Regions from separate parts of the Zea mays genome. Here region 2 is linked to region 1. Evidence: chromatin contacts called from public Hi-C data. All regions are on one chromosome and are shown on one strand. Each heading gives the region's core, a stretch centred on a gene start, on an enhancer-like site or on the middle of the called end of the contact. The rest is flanking DNA. Distances are from core to core; before and after follow the strand shown.

The links. Hi-C and Micro-C count contacts between places; a contact is called where the count stands out from the background.
Region 2: a Hi-C map of ear shows a contact between it and region 1, with 4 times the contacts expected there. The contact joins the promoter of LOC100275070 here to the promoter of LOC103655564 in region 1. A contact is called at or near these places in 7 of 25 Hi-C or Micro-C datasets (ear, endosperm, leaf and 2 more) and 1 of 3 datasets of contacts at active chromatin or transcription factors (leaf).

Annotation. Positions count from the first base shown.
Region 1 is chr4:142,688,279-142,695,628 of Zm-B73-REFERENCE-NAM-5.0, forward strand. LOC103655564 reads right to left here and starts at 4,821. Exons shown (of 10, transcript XM_020552629.2): 1 at 3,322-4,821; 2 at 1,724-2,203; 3 at 1,345-1,646; 4 at 1-204. The coding sequence starts at 4,681.
Region 2 is chr4:143,086,079-143,092,676 of Zm-B73-REFERENCE-NAM-5.0, forward strand. It overlaps LOC100275070 (Adenine phosphoribosyltransferase 2), which reads left to right and starts at 3,567. Exons shown (of 6, transcript NM_001317853.1): 1 at 3,567-3,770; 2 at 3,974-4,084; 3 at 4,746-4,838; 4 at 5,201-5,353; 5 at 5,604-5,662; 6 at 6,582-6,598. The coding sequence starts at 3,596. The coding sequence ends at 6,593.

The DNA.
Region 1 (7,350 bases), core at 3,571-6,070:
AGTAGCATCTGTTATAATTTTCTCTCTTAAAATAACTTGTGGTTGAGTATAGTTATCTTTGTATGTAAGACAAAAACCAGCTCTCAAGAGGAGGTTCCGGAACATATCCTCCTCATCGCCACTCATATCTTCACTTTCTTCAGAATCAACAAGTTCATCAGGATCTGTCGACAATTCATCCTGGTCATCATCTGAGGCCCAAACCTGGCAGACAAGTTATTTATGAGCCTAATAAGAAAAGAGCACTGCTGCCATATGAGCACATCTAGTTATCAGTTCCAAGAATGTACCATGACAGTGTCACATTAGGAAGGACTACAATTTGTGCACAAGCACAGCTACAACTTACATACAAATATCATGTTATAAAAAACTCGCATGCAGGGTTAAGACCGCCCCCACAGCATTATATTAAGAAGAAGACCTCACGCAGGTCGAGAAAACCCCCGAACCCCTGCCGCACCTATACACAGCGGCACCGTAGCCCATGTGAGAACGACCGCGACCGGGGCGGAGCCTTAGACCTGTGAAGGTCAAAATACTGAAGTCTACTTACTCAACAATAGTTAACTAATCCAGCACATACTGTTATATTCCGAACTGAAAGACAATGAATTGGCAAAGAATGTGATGATTGATTAATGGGAGCAAAGGCTCACTCAAGTAGATATAGGCAAGGATGTCTACAGAAAAGGAAACAATCCTACACAACCACAGGAATAGGAAACAATCCTACACAATAATATCAGGGAGATCCTTGCCTATTGAGACCAATTAACCAAATAGGGGGCAGGCGCACAAGGCAACAAGCCTGTGCAACCATGCCACCTAGACTGCCTAAAATAGCACACGCTAACACGAACAACCAAACTGTTAAGGTCATATCCGTTCAAAAAGGAAAAAGGGGGTGGGGATCAGAGGACATTCCATTGCTTTGAGTGAACTAGCAGATATGAAGCGTCATTGCAATGCAGGACATTTTTCCTATAGACCATAGCTAGGCCAGCATAGTCCTCAGCAGTACAAACACAAAAAAATGTAACTATTACAGTAAACAAAAGGGCCAAGAGATGCCTGTTTCAACATGGATAGCTGATTCTACACAATCCTCATTGGACAATACAATTCATTCATTCCTTTGCTAAAAAAATTATGGGTTCACAGGACTCTTAACTGCAATCTGATAGGTGAACAGTTTTCTATGCTTACAATTGTTTTCATCTGCATGTGCTGTAGGAAATCAGTAAAACCCTATTTATCAGCTGCTTCACTAAACTTCCCTCCACCTATGCATTAAAAAGCACAAATAGACAAGACATGGAGAAAAAGCAAATGAAAACTCACCTCAAGGTCAGAGAAATCAAACCATGGGCAGCAGTCTATGATTTCACAAGTAAAAATAACAGTGTCCCGGACAAGAAAGCCAGCGTCAGTGTCAACCATGTCCGAAGTCTTCATAAACTGGAGAACTGAATTATTCCATGTTTTCGTGCAGATTGAAGATTCTTTGCACACAGTTTTTGCAGAATTCTTCTGGTTAACTATAGCCATTTTATAGTGCACCCAAAAGTTCTTATCAGGATCATACCCAGATGACTGATCACTCTCCAAGTATATGCAGATCGTATCAAACGACTCATATACACCTGCAAGTTACGATGAGGTAAACACAAAGTAAAGCTTTGGTGCAGCTGTATAAGACAAGTGAATAAATTTACTTCACCTATCCGCAGCTCGCAGCCCCCAGCCTGAAAAAATTTACTAAAAATCTTTCTGGACTCCATAATCTCCTTAAAAGACACGAAATTTTCCACTTTCCATGTGAATGATGGCCGCTTTGGTAAAGCTTCAATCTGACATCCATAAGTTGAACTGCAAGTTTCAGAATCTTCATCTGTAAGCTCTTGCATAGTTGCTGTTTCCTTCAGAATGAGAACCTCGGCTGAAAATACAACAGTATCCTGCACAAGAAAACCTGCATCCTGATCAAAGAGGCTAGTTAATGTCACAAATTCCCGCCAACCCCAATCTTTCGCTGACTTAGAGTAACGATTCTGAGACTCTTTCATGATCGACTTCTCCTCCACTTTTTGGTTGATGACAGAGAGACGATGGCTCACAAAGCAACTCCATTCAGTAGTTGTATTTCGGGGATCTGTAACTTCCAGAAACACTGACAGGTGGCATGGCGGTTGAGACTGCCCTGGTTGCAGCAACATAAACAAAACCAAGTAAAAGGATCAGTACCCAATTGTATGAATGCCCACATGTGCAACATTGACAAGTAATCATACTCATGCTACTGAAAAATGGACACAATTTTCTTGTAGTGAAAACAAGTTCACTTCTGATGGACTAAAACCTTGGGGACTGCCATATAAATATGGACTCAGTAGCAGCACTGCAGCAGTTACTGCCCCAAAACAAAACTAAGTACTTGGTCTACAAAACTGACTTCGATATCGATGGAAGGAGCCCCAGGAAACCCAAGCTGCGACTGCAGTTGCAAATGCATATTCTACTTCAAAAGTGAATTTAAGATCAATTTGATGCTTTAATAGTTCAATATAGTCTACAGTCATATACAATAATCATTAGTCAACTCTTGGATCAGCTCCAACATAAATTGGCATTGTTTTACAATCTCAAGAAAAATAAGGATTTATAACAAAAAGAAAAAGAAAAATCAATGCTCACTGTGGTTCTCAATGATTGCTGCTACATGGGGAAAACTTATCAGTGGCATCCATTGGTTTTATGCCACATTAATAAGCACTTTATTAACAGGGACCATGGATGGCCAAAAATGGGAATCAACATGATTGGAAGAGGCAGCAGCTACTTATATAAGATAGAAAGTGTGCCTGTCATCCACAAGGACAACTAGGGCAGTCTATATGAGAGCAATAGTTATAAAACACACCTAACATATAGAAGTTATGCCAATGTATTCATTGACTGCCTGATTGGTACATTACCTATTAGCTATGTTTCTAAGTACAAATTAAGAATTGATTTTTATGGTGAAATTTTCATTAATTACAAATGAATGGCAAACTTCAAATGCATGTCTAGATTTCACCATTACAATTCCCAAACCAATTCAATCAAGCACCTCTGACGGTTTGACCATTAATTCACAATTGTTCAATCATTTAAGTATCTAAAAAAATTGTGCAGAGCATGCAGGTGTACACGTGCTTAGTTTCCTACAGCATTTTACCAAGTTTCACTCCACAAGCAGTTCAATGTATGTCCGAACAGAATCGATAAAGTCAATTTCAAAGCTAACATATGAGGAGCAAAAGCCCTAGTGCTTACCCCGTGGATAAACAATAAGACGGCAATCTCGATTCCCAACTTGAAACCGTCTGCTTTTGATACACAGACCCGCGATCTTGCGCTTTTTGAGAAGCTCCTTAAGTCTTGTGAAGCTTTCAATCCTCCACACAAACTTCCCAAAGTGTCCATCTGACTTCCTAGCCCCAGCACGCCCACCACCAGCACCACATATTCCAGGAACCATTGGCAAGCTCCGACTGAATGAGTTTGACTCCTTTATGACATGCACTGAGGCACTAAACACCACAGCTCCATCTACAAGGTATCCGCCGTCAGCAGCCAAAAACTCATCCATCTTGATGTATTCTCCCCAACCAAGACTGGCACTGTCCGCACCAAACCGACCATATGAGTCCTTGTGGATATGGCTCCCACCAGACCTCTGATTAAGGATCGAAATGCGGAAAAGACACCAGCACCCACGATCACCATCTGGCACACCACTCCCTGTACCACCTGATGCCAATGCCGATGACCCGGATGCTACCTGCACAACAGGCTCCTTGCTTTCCAGACAAACAGATAAATGCTCTGCGCCAGATACATTGCTCTGATAGACGCTAATCCGGAGCCCACAGTCAGTCCCGCCAGCAGAGGCAGATGCAGGAAAAAATGCAGGGCTCATGATCTTCTGTGTGCGGATCATTTCTCGGAAGAGGCCAAAATTGAGCACCTTCCAGTTAAAACGACCGTCGGCATCGGAGAAAGAGGCCGCCTCAGACAGCACAGATATGTCAGCAGAAATGACGAGGGCATCGTGGGGCTGGAAGAGGAAGGGGGCGGAGGAGGAGGGCGCGAAATCGCACCATCCGTGGGAGCGCTTCTTGGACGAGAATCGGTGCCAGGAATCGCGGCCCAGCGACTTGGCTGGATCGGTGGGGTGGACTACGGAGAGGCGGTAGCTGAGGAAGCAGTCCCATTTGGAGGAGGTGGTGGTCGTGGTGGATGACGACGACGACACCGGGGCTTTGGGGTCGAGGACCTGTAGGTAGAGGGAGAGGTACCCCGGCAGCGCCTGCGAGTCGCCCCGCGGGTAGAGGAGGAGGCGGCAGTCGAAGCCGCCGACCTCGAAGTATCGGCTGTAGAAGGTGCGGGCGCGGGTGCGGGGGAAGTCCGGGAGCGTCCACCGGCAGGAGGCGGAAGCGTCCCCACGGCGGTCGACCGTGAACGTCGCCGACGTTGAGTCGGACGGCGAAGGGGATGGGTCATCGGTGGTGACGGTAACCGCCGCCACGGCGGCGGCGGCGGCGGAAGTGGTGGGCTTCATGGATTGGGGATTTTTGGTTTGTTTTTCGGGGTGTGTTTTCTCCCTATTCTTTTTCCTTGGTCTTTGGCTCATGGAGATGCAGGACAGGAGCGATGGCTTGGTTGGGGTCTTGGGGAGGCGAGGAAGGTGTTGCTAGCGTGCTGTTTTTTTATTTGTTCATTATTTCTGTTTTCCTATCCTTCCGTATCTTTATTTTTGCTAATCAAAATAATGTCACATACGAATGTATCATACACCTTTCACATTTTCTCTCCTACTAGAGTTAAAATGTGTTATATGAGTAAAAGGATTTTTGGTGTGAGGAAGGGCAGGGTATCAGGTTTTATGACCTAACTAGTCGGTTGCTCGTGCGTTGCGACGGTTTACATGTAAATTATCTATAAAAAAATTCAAGATTTTTTATTAAAGGTCTCCGCCCTCCATATAATTTTTTTTATTTAGCTAACTGATGTTATTGTTTACTCCATCCAATATGTATTGGTACAACACGGCCAATGAAGTGAGCGATGAGAAGAGAGTTCACAACGAATGATTGAACGAACATATATTATAAAATTACATAATTGTCGGCGTTTCGAGACCGGGGGTCCCTAAGCCGACGAGTGAGTGTGCTGCGTGCCCCAGCCCAGATGGGTCGAGCGCGTGGGCGAGCGCGAAGGGGGAAGAGGCGAGGTGGCCGGAGACGGGCGTGAGAGAGGTGGAAGTCCCGCGGCCTTCGTGTTCGTCCCGCGCCCAGGTCGGGTGCGCTTGCAGTAGGGGGGTTACAAGCGTCCACGCGGGTGAGGGAAGCGAGCGGCCCCAAGAGAGCGCCTGTCCCGTCCTCGGTCCCGCGCGGCCAACCTTCTCTAAGAAGGCCCTGGTCCTTCCTTTTATAGTCGTAAGCAGAGGATCCAGGTGTACAATGGGGGTGTAGCAGAGTGCTACGTGTCTAGCGGAGGGAGAGCTAGCGCCCTAAGTACATGCCAATGTGGCAGCCGGAGAGATCTTGGCACCCTGCTGGTGTGATGTCGTGGCTGTCGGAGGAGCAACGGAGCTTGGCGGAAGGACAGCTGTCGGAGCGGTCGAGTCCTTGCTGACGTCCACCTGCTTCCGTAAGAGAGCTGAGAGCCGCCACCGTCATAGAGCTTGGGAGGCGCCATCATTGCCTATCTGGCGGAGCTGGTCAGATGGGACACCGGTCTTGTTCTCTGCGGCCCGAGTCGGCTCGGGGTAGAGTGGTGATGGCGCTCCCTGTTGACGTGGCGGGCCCGCGCCCGAGGCCGGGCGACGTGGGGGCTCCTCCGAAGCTGGGGTCGAATTTGTCTTCCGTTGCCGAGGCCGAGTCCGAGCCCCTGGGTCGGGCGAGGCGGAAGTCGTTCGTCAGAGGCCAGGGCGGAGTCCGAGCCTTGGGGTCGGGCGAGGCGGAGTTCGTCGTCTTCCGGGGCCGAGCCCGAGTCCGAGCCCTGGGGTTGGGCGGAGCGGAGTTCGCCGTCTTCCGGGTCTTAGCCCGAGTCCGAGCCCTGGGGTCGGGCAGAGCGGAGTTCGCCGTCTTCCGGGTCTTAGCCCGAGTCCGAGCCCTGGGGTCGGGCGGAGCGGAGTTCGCCGTCTTCCGGGTCTTAGCCCGAGTCCGAGCCCTGGGGTCGGGCGGAGCGGAGTTCGCCGTCTTCCGGGTCTTAGCCCGAGTCCGAGCCCTGGGGTCGGGCGGAGCGGAGTTCGCCGTCTTCCGGGTCTTAGCCCGAGTCCGAGCCCTGGGGTCGGGCGGGGCGGAGTTCCCTATGGCGCCCCTGGCGAGGCCTGACTGCCTGTCAGACTCACTCTATCGAGTGGCACTGCAGTCGGAGTGGCGCAGGCGGCGCTGTCCTTCTGTCAGACCGGTCAGTGGAGCAGCGGAGTGACGGCGGTCACTTCGGCTCTGCCGGGGGGCGCGCGTCAGGATAGAGGTGTCAGGCCACCTTTGCGTTAAATGCCCCTGCAACTCGGTCAGTCGGTGCGGCGATTTAGTCAGGGTTGCTTCTTAGCGAAGCCAAGGCCTCGGGCGAGCCGGAGATGTGTCCGCCGTTAAAAGGGGGGCCTCGGGCGAGACGGAAGTCCCTCGAGGTCGGCTGCCCGAGTCCGAGGCTAGGCTCGGGTGAAGCGTGATCGAGTCACTCGTATGGACTGATCCCTGACTTAATCGCACCCATCAAGCCTCTGCAGCTTTATGCTGATGGGGGTTACGAGCTGAGAATTAGGCGTCTTGAGGGTACCCCTAATTATGGTCCCCGACAGTAGCCCCCGAGCCTCGAAGGGAGTGTTAGCACTCGCTTGGAGGCTTCCGTCGCACTTTTTTGCAAGGGGACCAGCCTTCCTCGGTTGCATTTTATTCCGGTGGGTGCGCGCGAGCGCACCCGCCGGGTGTAGCCCCCGAGGCCTCGGAGGAGTGGTTTCACTCCTTCGAGGTCTTAATGCCTTGTGTAACGCTTCGGCTGGTCTGGTCGTTCCCTCATGCGAACTGGCCGTAGCCCGGGTGCACGGTCGGGGCCCAAGTTCTCGGGCTGGTATGTTGACGCTGTCAACGGTTCGGCCGGAGCCGGGTCTGCGAGAGCAGCCCCCGAGCCTCCGCACAGGGCGAGAGGACGATCAGGGACAGACTCGACTTTTTGCATACGCCCCTACGTCGCCTTTCCACAAGGAGGAGGGGGGGAGTGCGCCATGTTACCCTCGATGGGCACCGAACATGGTGTCTCCGGTGAGCTGCAAGCGGGTAATCCGAGTGGACGTCC
Region 2 (6,598 bases), core at 2,317-4,816, 400 kb after region 1:
GTTCATATATTTGATTGGTACATGGTACCCTATGTTTTAATAAATGAATGGTGTATGACCAAAGTGATGAAGACAGGGTTGTCCTAAAGCTTTATACCTAGATGTGCCTTGTAAGGATGCACTTATTCATCCTAAACTACCGGTACCTAAATATGACTATGTTGTTTTAATCAAGACATCGGAATACTACCACATATGCCTTCTACATATATGGCGATTGTTTTGTAAATAATGGTTTGTTGTGTATTTCTTCATATTTTCTATGAAATAACTGATAATGTTTTGGCATCAACTCTTTTAGGACAAGGAGAGTTATTACTTCTTTCAGTGGATCGATGGGCCGAACAAGTTGGACCCAAGATACATCATGTGTGAACAAAGACAGTGTAAGAAACATGAGTTCCTCAAGTAGTGGGTTATACCTCCCAAACCATCAACCAATGATGGGCGATGAGAAGAACAAAGCCGCATCAAAATGACTCGGCAACCATCTATGATTGCCGAGATCTAGCTAAGGTTGCACCCAAAGATAATCTTGAGTTTGAGTGTAGTAACAGGAACAAGTTAAGAGTTTTATTTTTCTCTTAAAACAATATTTGTATGTACATATACATATGTAACATTGTGTGTGGCACCGATACTGAAAATGTCATTTTAGTGAGTGGATCTATGGTCTAAGTATTATCATCATGAACCAAAAATAAAATAGAGAGAGAGAAAGAGAAGAAAACATCTCAGAGCCCCACCTATATTGTGCAATGTGGCATCAAAGCTTGGAATAGATTACTAGTGCGAATACATGGGGTTATTATGATGAGGTTGGTTACATCTTTTACTCTTTACTTTTGATTTTTTTCATAATTAACTAATTCCTTTCAATAGAGTACTAGCAAATATAAATAATAATCATGTGTGGATACAGTGGAAGTTAGGGATACAATAAGATAGAAGGTTCATTTGGCCAGAAGTTTAGATGTGAATCTGAGCTCCTCAATAACTACCTTAAGTATTGAAAGGAGCAACATTGTGATACCAAAAAAGGGATCTAAATCACCCAATACATCCAGGTACCCTCGAATGGTTCACTTGGGAGGAAAAAGGTTGCTACCAAGCGAAACCGAGAGGAGAGGATAAAGGAGGATGGAAAAGTTCCAATACAGATCATGACAGAGCTTGTTTCTGGCTTGCGTAAATTTACTAGTGAGTGCATTGACACTGTATGTTTTTATTACCTTCTTTTAGTTACCATGGCTAACTTTTTTGTATGCGTCCATGTAAGAAAACCAGGACACGGTGACCATGTCACTAAGATAGCATAGGACAAGTTTTAAAAAGAAGGCAGAGAAGTAGAAAAACAAATTTGGTCACATAATGTTATTTTAGATTGTGGAGGAAGGTAAGGGTGGGGAGATGAGGATGAGAATGCTAGACTTTATGATCTCATTGATCTACTGGAAGTAAACTACTACATGCAAAGGTAGAGAGGGGAGGAGGATGAATTCTTGTTTTAGGTCGCCGATGATTTAGAGGTTGATTATTTCAAGCAAAATATAGTTGAACCACATGCGGCTTTAATAGATGAGGATGAGGACTAGAACATAGAACACAAAATTGTTACTTGGTGGTGGCAGCAACAAGCATCATCATATAACATTAGGCTTTATTTTTCATGTTTTGTATCATTTGTTTTTGTGAGATTGTATCGCATACTTTGATGTTGCTAGAGAGTAAAGAAATATATATTTATCATGCAGGCACACTAACATGGGTTACTTTGAACTATGGGGGTGTAGTCTTTTAGACAATGGATTGTTGCAATAGATTTCCATGCTGCCTTTTTAGATGCCGTTACTATAGGGATGTACTACACTTTTCAATGTGTTGTCCGATCATCAAAGAACCCTAAAACGGGATTCTAGAAACAGAGAAAACGGGAATATCCCGGTAAAAGAACGGATTTCAGAAGTACGTATGAAAAAACACTGAACCGTTTCGTTCCCGTTCCCGTAATATATCATCCCGTTTGTCTCCGGTTTCCATTTTTTCTCATAAATATAAAAATAGTCCGGATAAAAACGGAATACGGTACTGAACAAAATGGTATTTTTTCTGCAACTCATGTAGGCAGCGGCCAGCGGCAGCAGGTAGGCTGATCTCCCACTCCACCCGGCCCTGCCGCTGCGAGTTCCGACGGGGCGCGGTGGCGGGGTACTACCCACAAGCGAAATCCGGTGCGGTCCGGTAGCTACTGGCTAGGCCAGCCCAAGTGGAGGTGCGTGGAGCAGCGGCAGCGCCTACTGCATGGCTCTTGACGACTAAGTATGTCTTCAATCATCTCCTCTAAATTTCTCTCCCTATACCTCACTTTCCCGCCACGTCAGCTATCTCTCTTCCCCTATATCTCCACCCTGTACAGCGGTTCCCCCTAAATCATTCCCCTATACCCCACTATAATCATAAAATATCATTTTTCATACATATTCACCATCTATTATCATTTTTCCCAACTAAAAAACACTGCCGCACACGTAAACCGAGGGCAGAGGGCTCACTGTCGCACCCCCACATCTGTTTGTTTCCTGTAGCCTCCACTTAAATTGTAGCGTGTAGAGGAGTTCAAAGGGGGCACCGTCGTAGGGATTTGAACCCCCTAAGGGCATGTTCGTTTACAAGGGATTGAATCCCCAAGTGGATCTAATTCATGGAGGGATTAAGTGGATCCCTCCCTTTCACTTAATCCTCTTGGGGGTTTAATCCCTCTATGTTTAATCCCTGCCTCAAAAAGTTTATTCGGTTAATGTCGCACCTATACACCGTCGTTGCCGCCTACTCTTTACGACTTATGTCGCGCGGGTGCCGTTCCACCCCTAAGAGACCGGGCGCTGTTCTAGACCAGGGGCAATAAAAAAATCATGAACTCGACCGGGCACAGTTCTAGGACGGGGGACAAAAGGGACTTAACCGAGCGCCTTTCTTTTTTGGACCAGGATTGTTTCCAGGAGGTGGTATTCCATGGGATTAGGCCGTGATCCCGGCCGAGGAGGGCCTAAGCTAATAGGCCCTAAACGGCTAAGGGGTAGGGGAGGGGGAGAGGGAGGTCGATGGGAACCGTTGAAAGCAGTCTAACGCACCCCGTTTTCTTTCCCTTTCCTCTCTGAAAACGGCTAGGCGCTGCCCGTCAAAATACTGGGTCTAGTCTAGGGCGCGAAGCTTTTCACCAAAAGAGGAAGAGGAATACCCACCATCACTCACTCACATTGTCACGTACTGTGTCTACGACTGTGCAAGTATAGTGTCACACATTGAGACACACTGAGAGAGAGAGATGGTGTGCCTATGCACGTATAGTGTCTTACTAGTAGGCTCTATATATGCGTGGTGTGGGCTGCCGTGCCGTACCATCACTGCTCTCCTGCCCTCCTCTTTATAAACAGCGCGCAACGAGGGAGCCCCGGCACTTGCTTCAATACTAGCTCGCTCACCACTCACCAGTCACCAGTCTAGCAAGCAACAACAAAGGCGTAGGAGGAAGCTTGTTTTGGACCGAGCAAGCGAGCCAGCCGAGCGTGGGAGAGAGAGAAAGAGGAATTAATTGATGGGCGAGGAGGCCAGCTGCGACGCCGTCAGCCTGACGGAGGCCGGCACCAACGCCAAGCCGGTGGGCAAGGAGGTCGGCCGCGAGCCGGCTGCAGCCCCCGCCGCCGCGGCCGACCCCCGGCTGCAGGGCATTTCCGACGCCATCCGCGTCGTGCCGCACTTCCCCAAGCAAGGTGCGTGCATGCCCTTGCCCTTGGCCTCCTCGTGTTCATTCTTTCATTCCTCTCCAATCTCCATCCACGCGCTGCTCTCCGATTGATCACGCCGCCGCTTGCCAGTAACGCTGACCGTTCTTTTTTTTTTCTGCTTCGCGCGCTCTTGTGTATGTGTGTGTGTGCATGCATCATGCGTGCGCCGTTGGGGGGCTTGCGGTCAGGCATCATGTTCAACGACATCACCACGCTGCTGCTGCGCCCCAGGGTGTTCAAGGACGCCGTCGACCTGTTCGTCGAGCGGTACCGCGGGATGGGCATCGACGCCGTCGCCGGTAAGCAGCAGAACCCGACGGACACCTCCCCTAGTATCGTCCCGCCCACCTCTCTCTGCCGAGTGCCGACTGCCGAGTGCCGAGTAGGCAGCCTTGCGGTGACTGGAGCGGCACGTCGCTGTCGTCCCGGCCGTGCGCGTGCAGCCGCGGGGGGAGCTGACTAGCTGAGCTGTGGGCAGAGTTCTGAGATTCCGTAAAATCTCTGAGATCACCCTGGTCCTTTTGCTCCCCCGGGCTTTTGTCGTCGCGCGCGCCCGCACCTGCCCCGGGTCCGTTGGCACATGACTGACCTGGGCCGACGCGACTTTCCAGGCTTTTCCGCCTCGTCCGGTACGTGGCCCCCCTTGGGACCGCGTGATCGGACGGTTGCGTGCGGCCGGCGCACGGGATCGGGCGGTCCGGGGACGCCGGCGGTACACACCCGTCGTCGGTTTCCGCGGGTGGCGCGCCCTGATGTCACGCGGCTCCGCTGTCGCTGTCGCTGTAACTGTTTCCGAGATTTTGCTCTGCGGCTCGCTGGATCCTCTGTCCGCTTCCGTTCCGCGGGCCGTGTTCCCGAATTTCCATTTTTTTTATTTTTCTTTACAAGCGGGACGTACAAATCGAGCGATTTGCGCTGGCTCTGATAAATTGTTGGGTTCACTTGGACATTCCTGTCCAGGGATTGAGGCCAGGGGCTTCGTGTTCGGCCCGGCGATCGCGCTGGCTATTGGCGCTAAGTTCATACCTCTGCGCAAGCCAAGGAAGCTCCCAGGTGAGAGATTCCATGACCATGCATGTTCTGTTTTTCTTCTTCTTCTTAACCCATCTCCACACTCTGCACTGTACCCAGCTGTTGCTTTTGTCGATCTAGTGCCCAGCCTGTGGCGACACCCTGATCAAGTATATGTTTAGCGAGGAGGGTTCTTGCTTAGCCCATAATCTCTGACACCGCCAGAGTTGTTTGTCTGGCCTGCATGCAGTTGCAGTCCCGTGAATGGGATATTAAAAGAAAAATGCAACAGACGGTTTATACGAGACCGATCATTCATTCATTCCCCACTTCTGTCCACAATGTTGTAGAATCATGTGCTGACACCGGCTCTCGGAAACAATTATTATTATTATTATTGGAAGGTGAGGTGATCTCCGAGAAGTACGTTCTCGAGTACGGGACTGATTGCCTGGAGATGCGTGTCGGGGCCATCGAGCGATCCGGCGAGCGGGTGCTGGTCATCGACGACCTGGTTGCGACCGGAGGGACACTCTGTGCTGCGATCAGGCTTCTAGGTACGTGAGCGGCTCGGTTTCAACTCTACTACTACTATGCATTCAAATTCAAACGAAGTAGTATCCAGTACTGCTGCTTGCGTTGGAACTGCATGTGCCAGCACATAGTAGCATTTTTTTCCCCCCTTCTCAGTTAAACGTAGTAGTTAGTTGGCCTGAGAAATGTGGACAATGATACTACTGTAAAGTAATAGTGAGTATTAGCCCTTTTTTATGTTTGAGCTAATTACTACTACAAATTGCTTTCCAGAACGTGCTGGAGCCGATGTGGTCGAGTGCGCGTGTGTCATTGGGCTCCCGAAATTCAAGGTACCGCGTTGCTGGATTCACAACTAATCTGAACTACTGATATGCAAAACCAGCTGTTTATTATTAAAATCTAGCTGACATACTGCCATATACTACTGTACTAGCCTGTATTACGTATTATGATAACGTTAGGTTCCATATGCTGTACTAGCCTGTACTAGACATGCTCGGATGAGATTGTAAAATCTGGGTTTCAGATATAAAAAACAATCTATATATGTTGTTTCGTGGATTCTGTGTCTGTGTCTTAGAATCCTCTAGAATCATGGGGTCTTAAAATCTATGTGGATCCGAAGGCTATTATATTACTATATATATCATGTAGCCCATGATTTGATTATGAACAACGGCGAGGAACAGCTTGCTTTGTTATATAGAGTACTAACAACATGAACATGTCTGCTCTCTTGCCGATACATAAGATCACTCATCAATATATCTGTACCAGCTGGGCATCCGTAGACATGATGACTATACATGAGATTCCGGTCGGCGTCGTTTGTTATTGCCTAAATAATTAAAACTATAGAAGGTACACCACTACGTACATGTGCCAGTCTGCTTATTTTGGTCATCATATATACTATTACTTTGTTTTAATTTAGCACGGGTCTGCTGTGTTGTACCATGGTCTCAGGAGTGACAAGATACTGTGTAGTATAGGTCCCAGGATAAACAAAGCTGAGACAGACGTAGTCCTCCTAGTTTTGCTTCTTGTGTCCGTTTCAGTAACCGGCCGGTCGCAGCAGCAAAGAAGCATTCGTTTTCACTTTTATCCAAATTTCAAACTGGTTGATTTGGGAAAAAATGATTTAAATTACGTAACTTCCCTGCAGGATTTGTACAAGTTGAATGGAAAACCTGTATACGTGCTGGTTGAGTCTCGTGAATAATCGGAGAAATGACAACTTATTCTCAGGTGTCAGAGTGATCAGG